2 separate regions of the Sus scrofa genome follow, and region 2 is linked to region 1. A link is a contact called in public HiChIP or PLAC-seq data. All regions are on one chromosome and are shown on one strand. The core of a region is the stretch at or near the end of the contact, and the rest is flanking DNA. Distances in the headings are between cores, read along the strand shown.

Region 1 (3,991 bases), core at 535-3,034:
GTACAATTTCTCTTATCTTAGAGCTCTCTAACTGAAAGAATACAAGTTTCAGAACTTTGTACCTATTTCTCATTTGGGTATTTAAATACATGGTAATGAACTAGGCTGCAATAAAACACAAGATTTCTAGGCACCAGATACCATAAAACATATCAAGCCATTTTTTTTTAACATATCCTCTATTTTCTAGGTTCTGAGTTTATTTTACACGAGGGACAGCTATATTCTTGAATGAAGGCACCTTAGAGTGTGTGCAAGACTGCCAAAATATTCAGAGAAACATGCTTGACTGGCATCCTAGCAATTATAATTCACCTCTCTCATCTTTAAGGTCAGAAAATACTTCCTATTTTCAACTGTGGTACACTTACATAAGCTTAAGTGGCTTGTGTATGAAGAGCATGAAGGCACAAAAAGCATACAGTGTGTGTGGTACAGAATTTACACCAAGGCTGATACTAAGGTTAGGAGTTAACCATGAGCTACTCATTCTGTTTTATTCTAGTCCATTAGTAACTCTCAACTTGTGCTCTATGACTTGAAATAACACATTTAATCCAAGCACACAGAAAACTTTGGTAATAAACTTCATGTAGTTTCTCCTATAAATGACTAGGTGGAGGACAAAGGAGAATTGATACAACAGTGATATTACTATAAAAACTACTGTTATCTCAGATTGTCTTAATAGAATTACTGCATAAAAATTAAAATACTAAAAACTGTATTCTACAATGACCACCAGTTTGCTCAGCCCTACAGCTTTTCCAAGTAGAATGTTGATACTCTATGGTTAACAATTTTAGACCTTATCTTCACAGCTGAACCATAGTTGTTCATAAGACAAAGGGGATATACTAGGATACTCTACAAGACTTTTTACAGTAAGAGGTATCAGACTGATTTGGGATACCATTAGGACAAAAAACATGGAAGCCATAGGATGCGGATCTAGTAAGACAGTCCAGTCATTCAACTGAAATCAGAAGACACAGGCTACATCTCTAAACCACTGGAAATTTTCAAGCAGCAGTTAGGTGATCACCTCATAAACTTTCCACACTGAGAAGGAAGATGGAAGAGTTCTCTGAAGTATATTCCAACTCCATTAAGTCTATTACTTTATGAAAGAATACAAATATAGTGGATAGGGAGTTCCCATTGTGGCGCAGTGGTTAACGAATCCGACTAGGAACCGTGAGGTTGCGGGTTCGGTCCCTGCCCTTGCTCAGTGGGTTAAGGATCCAGCGTTGCCGTGAGCTGTGGTGTAGGTTGCAGACATGGCTTGGATCCTGCGTTGCTGTGGCTCTGGCGTAGGCCAGTGGCTGCAGCTCCGATTGGACCCCTAGCCTGGGAACCTCCATGTGCTGCGGGAGCGGCCCAAAGAAATAGCAAAAAAAGACCAAAAAAAAAAAAAAAAAAAAAAAAGAAAGAAAAAACAAATATAGTGGATAAGTGAGAGCTGTTTTCTATGCAATAGAAGTAAAATCTTTGATCCACCATTCTACCCTGTGACTTCACTGCACTTATATCTGTTACAACCTACGTACAGAAATCTATTCCTTTTACAAATGGAAGCCAATGGAAACGTCCAAATTATCTGGGAAAGGACAGTTATTATGCAAATTATACAAAGCTGAAGACCGAAATACAAAACCCATTTTTATCTAGAATAAAAGCCATTTTTTTTCCTAGAACAACTTGGCCTTGATAAATTAAATAGGAACTGAAAAAAAACACTTCTCACTTGGAGTTCCCTGGTGACTCAGCAGGCTAAGGATCTAGCACTGTCATTGCTGTGGCGTGGATTTGATCCCTAGCCTGGGAACTTCCACGTGTGACAGGCATGGCCAACTCCCCCACCCCCCAAAAAAGCAAAACAAACACAACAACCAAAAAAACCAAACAAAAGAACCTACACTTCTCACTTTTGCAGGAGTTAGTTTTCTTCCCACTCATGACAAGCAAATAACTTTTGATTAAGAACATAGATCAGCTTATTTGCTGAATTCTGCATTTTTTGTCAATATGGCAAAACTGTTTGAGTTTAAAAGTGGAGAGCAGCAGTTAAAGAGGAAGAGCAGAACAGAGCTCAAAGTTCTTCTGTTAAATGGGTGCCTTCCTAAAAACATATCTCCTGAAAAGGTCAGATAAGTGTTAAAGAGCAAGGGTATTTTTATTGTACTTGGGGCTGGAACTTCTGCTGTCAGGCAAAGAATTCATAGCCAGTTTTAGGTGTGAGAAGGGCAATCAGGAACATTCTGAGATGTAGAAAGCCAAAGGCCATATCCCAGAGAAACAAAGCCCTACCATATTTTTTCAAGCTTATGATATCATCAATTTTAAATGCTATGTTCACTCTTCAGTCATTGAGGCCACAAAATCCAACTCTCCTATAAAATGCAGAAGCCAATTTTAAGGCATACCTCCATTTCGGACATGTTAAATCCCTAAGTCAATCAAGGTCTGAGCCAGCCTGAGAGGTGGTATCTAGCTACTTGCAATGCTCTCCTTCCAAGTGCTAGAAGTATGGTGTTAAGAGCTGACAAGACCTACTTTAACCTAAGAAGACTTGGAAGAGCTAATCAGATCTTTCCTAAGTACTGGGACAAACTTTCAGGCACTGCAGTAGTAGCCAAAAGGAAAAAGAATGAAGGCAAATTGTTTAGTTATGAATTCTAGTTTCAACCACTTTCTGTATTAACTTTGGACAATTTTTAAATCTCTTTGTGCTCTAGGTTACTGAAAGAGAAATACTAAATAATACAGTACTTACAACTTAAGTCATAAACTTCAAATGAGTTAAAAAAAAATCAACTGTTTAAAATAGAACCCAATATACAGTAAGCATTCAGCTAGTCATATCTGTTTTGCTGGCTTGGCTACTCTTCCTCTGACTGGTTTTTACTGAATATTAAGGTGCTAAGATTGAGAGAACCAAGGTTTGGGTGTGAACTTAAGGGGGAAGTAGTCTCAGTTTTGTTTAATTCAAGGCCCACAGACTCCCTCTAGCTCAGACATAATCCTCCACAGTCCCAATTTAGCTGAGGAATCTGTGAAGGATACTGGAGATCAACACAAGACTTAAATTCTTTTCATACCTTTTTTTCCTTTTTTTTTTTTTTTTTTTTAATTTTAAAGGGCCTAATGCTCTGCAACTTGCAGAACTTTATGTAGCTACAAAAGGGAGCTGGCCAAAGAATTAGTGATGGTCTGGCATCTAGGCATTCCCACCTCTCAAAAGCTATCCACACCAGGTACATCATAAGCTGGCTTGCTACTTACCTGAGTTACCACAATATTACACTCTGCTGCTCGGTCATTCTGGATAAAGTCATCTAGAATAAACTGGGGAACTTGTGTGGTTTTACCACATCCAGTAGCGCCTCGGACAATGACAACTGGATTTTGACTAATAGCTTCCAGGATTTCACTTTCAAATTTCTTCACAGGCAGTAACTCTCTCTCCTGTAAGATCTGTATTAGAAAAGTTACACCTCAAATTTCTACCAACAATTTATTAGAAGAAATTGTCTTAATTCTTAAAAAAAAAAAAAGCAATCTCTGTAAAAAGAGCTTTCCAGTGGCTTAGTACTCAAAATATATTTTTCTCATAATGTACTTATGTCTCTAATAGAAGTGCTTTTCGTTAATTTTCTGAAGAATCCGTCTTTTTGGCCTTATACACCTTTATTTTCCTCCCTTTCATTCCACATACATTTACATTCCCTCTTAGATATCCCATGTATGTTATTATATTCCATGTATATTCCCTTTCTTCTGACATTTTGTTTTAGTCAGAAAATACCCAAAAAAAATTAAAAATGAAAAGTAAAGAATTACTACCCCACATATCTCCACTTACATTAAGAACACAAGCCCTTGGAGTTCCCGTTGTGGCTCAGTGGAAACGAATCTGACTAGCATCGATGATGATGTAGGTTCAACCCCTGGCCTTGCTCAGTGGGTTAAGGATCTGGCATTGCTGTGA
Region 2 (3,991 bases), core at 783-3,282, 590 kb before region 1:
TAAAATTAGATTAAGATGATTAAAGATAGAAAATATTTTAAAACAAATTAACTATAGGATTATGTGTGACGTGTCCATCCAGCCTTCTCTATTTGGGACATTCAGCATGTAACCAATTTTAAAGCTTACCTAGCCCCCATTTTCAGGTCCTCCAGTGTCATGCATCACCAGCTCCCACTATGGACTATGCTGGTGACCTGGAGCCGGCCCACAAGAAGGGGTGAGTTATATGGCACTTAAAAACAAAACAAAACAACAAACACTATATAATAAGATCTGAAATTTATCTATTTCTTCAATATCTTAGAAAGTGATTTTGAAAAATGCCTCATACCTATTGCAATATTATTTGTGCGCAAAGAATATACTGAAAGCAAAAGCAATCTAAACGTACTACTCACTAAATCTCCCTGTGGAAACTGGTGCTAACTTTGATGTGACCTCTCACAGAGTCAATGATGTCAACGACATCAAGACATCCAGGATCTTTAAATTTAAAGCAGTAATATTCTCCATTCCTTGTTATTGGAGGACAACAAAATCCTATAGTTAATTTGTTTTATAACCATTTAGGTCACCTTTTTAAAGGAATGAACAAAATAAATGAGTTATATAACATTCCCAGATAAAATACGTAACACAGAAATACAAACTCCACAGTAAAAAGGAAACAATTAAAAATGACCTTTTACTGCACTGGTAAGAAGAAAAGAAGGCAATCTAATTTCAAAAGGAGCAATTTTATAAAACCCACAATTCCAAGAGTACAGATTTTTAATTTAGAAAATATTATGGCACCAACTTAGAAAAACTGAGCTTTGATTACATTGTTGCTATTTATTATTTGCCTACATCTGCATAGAGTCTGAAAAAAATTTAAATCTGATATGAAAGTTACTTCCTCCATGATCTTTTGCCAATGGCAAAGCATTCAGAAAATCTAAGCAACTTAAAATACATTTTATAGTTTCCTCTTACGGCAATCTAAGTTGTGTGTGCATGATCAAAGAAAAAGAATTTCTTTCTATGATTACTCCATAAAAAGCATAAATGCATTATCAATTCCTTCAAACCAAAGGCTCACCAATGTCTCCAAGGTGGACGAGGCAGTGCTGGCAGATATAGGAACAGGAGCTGGACTGTGGCTTCACTATGGCGCTGGTATGCGTCTGTTTATTGCTGATAATTCCCAATTGGGAAGACTTTACACGGCATGGTAAATCTACATTAAACACTGTACACAGTTCTTGTAATAACTAAAAGGAAAACATGAGCAAGACTTAGTATTAAGTCAGAACTGCTAAGTCAGAAGTGCTCTAACAGTAACTTGTATACTTTAACATGTGTAACTAATATCACATACTGCTGAGACCTGCCAATTTTATAGGATAACTAGTAACATTTATTACAAATCATGTATTTTGATTTCTCAAGTGTTAAAGCAATCTAGGGTGTACATCTAAAAGGAACATCAGCATTTCAAAAAAAAGATTTTAGGAGTTCTGTTGTGGTTTAGTGGGTTACGAACCTGACTAGTATTCATGGGGATGCAGGTGTGATCCCTGGCCTCAATCAGTGGGTTAAGGATTGGGCACTGCCGTGAGCTGTGGTGTTAGGTCACAGACATGGCTTGATCCCGCGTGTGGCTGTGGCGTGGGCTGGCAGCAGTAGCTCTGATTTGACCTCTAGCCGGGGAACTTCCGTATGCCACAAGTGTGGCCCTGAAAAGCAAAAAAATAAAAATAAATAAATAAATAGACTTTACCTGAATAGGGTATGCAGACTCATTCAGCAAGAAACTCCATGAAACTTACCTATCTATCGATCCCTCTTAGAAACACAGAAAAACCACTAAAGATTGGTTGGTTACAAATTTTACTAAACACATCAGCATATTTGGCAGACTTCGGGAATTTCCTGAGATTTATTTTCTTAAGCCCAAGGTCAGTTTGTGCTTTGCATACAGTAAAGACGTCTATTGGTATTACAGACCTGGAAGGGACTTGTGACATTAGTAGACCACCCACTCCTTCCTCCTTTCATCTCTCGTCTTATAGTATGAGACAGTTCCTCCTTCTGGTCAAAGATAACTTCTCTGTCTGAGCATGCCTGTTTTATTCTTTTCTGCCTCCTGCCTGTCAACCTCATTAGTTAAATCTGCTTTCAACTTCTCATGCTTCTTTGCTGTGGCCTATAAAGTATTGCCCACAGAAAACAAATAATAATAATTATTATTATATTAAAAGACCCCACAGAACCAAAGCAATTTTCCTTGACTCTAGATTTTTCCTCCAGCAACCTTATAATGTCTCTCCTTCTCAAAATTCCTTCAAAGGAGTCCACTTGTATCACACTTGCTTTCTCAGTTCCTATTCACTCCTTAGTCCACTATGATCTGGCTTCCACACAATCCCTCCTCTACCCATCCCACAATCCACAACCACTCTAAAACTGCTGTCTACATGACAACTGGTTATAAGTAAGCAAATACAATGGACACTTTCTAACATCTTCCTATTGGGTCTCTCTGCTACACTTAAAACTGCTGATACTGGAGTTCCCGTCGTGGTCATGGCTCAGGGGAAACAAATCTGACTAGTATCCAAGAGGACGCAGGTTCGATCCCTGGCCTCGCTCAGTGTAAGGATCTGGTGGTGCCGTGAGCTGTGGTGCCGGTCACAGACATGGCTCCGATCTGGTGTTGCTGTGGCTGTGGCTGTGGCATAGGCAAGTGGCTATAGCTCCGATTTGACCCCTAGCCTGGGAACCTCCACATGCCACAGGTGTGGCCCTAAAAAGACACACACACACACACACACAAACCAAAACAACAAAAACACCAAAACAACAACAAAAAAACCCAGCTGATATTATGGTTGATAGCTCTTCTAGTTCTTTTTATCCTGCCAATCATTTATTTTCAGTGTCCTTCATTTAAAGGCTTTTCTCCTCCCACCTCAATCCCATCAAGGTTTCATTCTTGGCCCCAGACAGTTCTTCACATTCTATTCTCATTCATTCAAATATTTACTTACAAACATATTCATTCAAATATTTGGTTACTGTATTACACAGCATGGTAAACAATAGAGACATGAAAATGAGTAAGAAAATGTGTCTTTAAGAGCTTACAGCTAAATAAGCAAGACAGGTACATAAAATAAGGAGAAGAAAGGTAGAGATAAGCCATTAGAATGTTCTATATTTGTAATAAACTTCATTTCCTGGGTTATTTGAGACATCTGTCTCACTTTATCCTTGTGATAAACTAGTAGCAATAAAGTATGTAGGCATGAAACTCCATTCTTTTCAGATGAGGATATGAAAGCAACAGAAATATCAAGTGATTTGACTAAAGTTACAGAATTAGAAATATTTTGATTCTATAACCATTCTTTCTAACACGTGCAGAACTCACAATACAAAATAAGACACCATGAAGACCCAACTCAGAAGGATTAAAAAAATCTCACCCTTTTCCTAATATAAAAACCATCTCTATAGCCAAATACATATATATAAATTCTATAGTCTCTTCTCATAAAGCACAGGAATTACCTACCTCTTTACTTATGCCTGTACATTTATAATGGGCAAGAAATTTGCTGACATAAGACTGAGTAAACAAAATTAGTGCCCAGAATGGTGAGAGGCTGGAAATAGAAAAAGCAAGTATAAGAAAGGGACAAAAAAATGGAAAAAAACCCAAAACAGGTAACAATGAAAGATGGCAAGAAGAAACACAACAGAGGATAAAGAACTGACTTGGATAGATACTGTTAAATAACAGACTGGAAAATTAGGAAAGGTTGAATATCTATCAAGATGAAAAAAGAATGTTCACGAAAAGTAAATGAAACATGATTGGAATTTCATGTGAATGTCTTATAATAAAACTTTTGACTAAAAAGGGGGGGGCAGTTCCCGTTGTGGCTCATTAGTAATGAACCTGACTAGTATCCATAAGGATGCAGGTTCGATCCCTGGCCTG

The links. HiChIP or PLAC-seq counts read pairs in DNA pulled down with a chosen protein or histone mark.
Region 2: a contact with region 1 is called in an H3K27ac HiChIP or PLAC-seq map of alveolar macrophages. The contact joins two enhancer-like sites. A contact is called at or near these places in 2 of 5 promoter capture datasets (fetal skeletal muscle and liver) and 2 of 2 datasets of contacts at active chromatin or transcription factors (alveolar macrophages and skeletal muscle).

What each region holds. Positions count from the first base shown.
Region 1 is chr9:124,157,129-124,161,119 of Sscrofa11.1, reverse strand. DHX9 (ATP-dependent RNA helicase A) reads right to left here. Exons shown (of 28, transcript XM_021063778.1): 12 at 3,286-3,477. Among named protein-coding and RNA genes, the nearest start is that of DHX9, 17 kb to the right of the region's middle. Within about 2 kb of position 1,784, at least 2 of the 83 cell types and tissues checked have an H3K27ac peak or open chromatin away from gene starts, as enhancers often do. A contact at or near this core is called in alveolar macrophages, where this site is marked.
Region 2 is chr9:124,743,287-124,747,277 of Sscrofa11.1, reverse strand. SMG7 (protein SMG7) reads right to left here. Exons shown (of 22, transcript XM_021063792.1): 5 at 1,085-1,256. Among named protein-coding and RNA genes, the nearest start is that of NMNAT2, 47 kb to the right of the region's middle. Within about 2 kb of position 2,032, at least 1 of the 83 cell types and tissues checked has an H3K27ac peak or open chromatin away from gene starts, as enhancers often do. A contact at or near this core is called in alveolar macrophages, where this site is marked.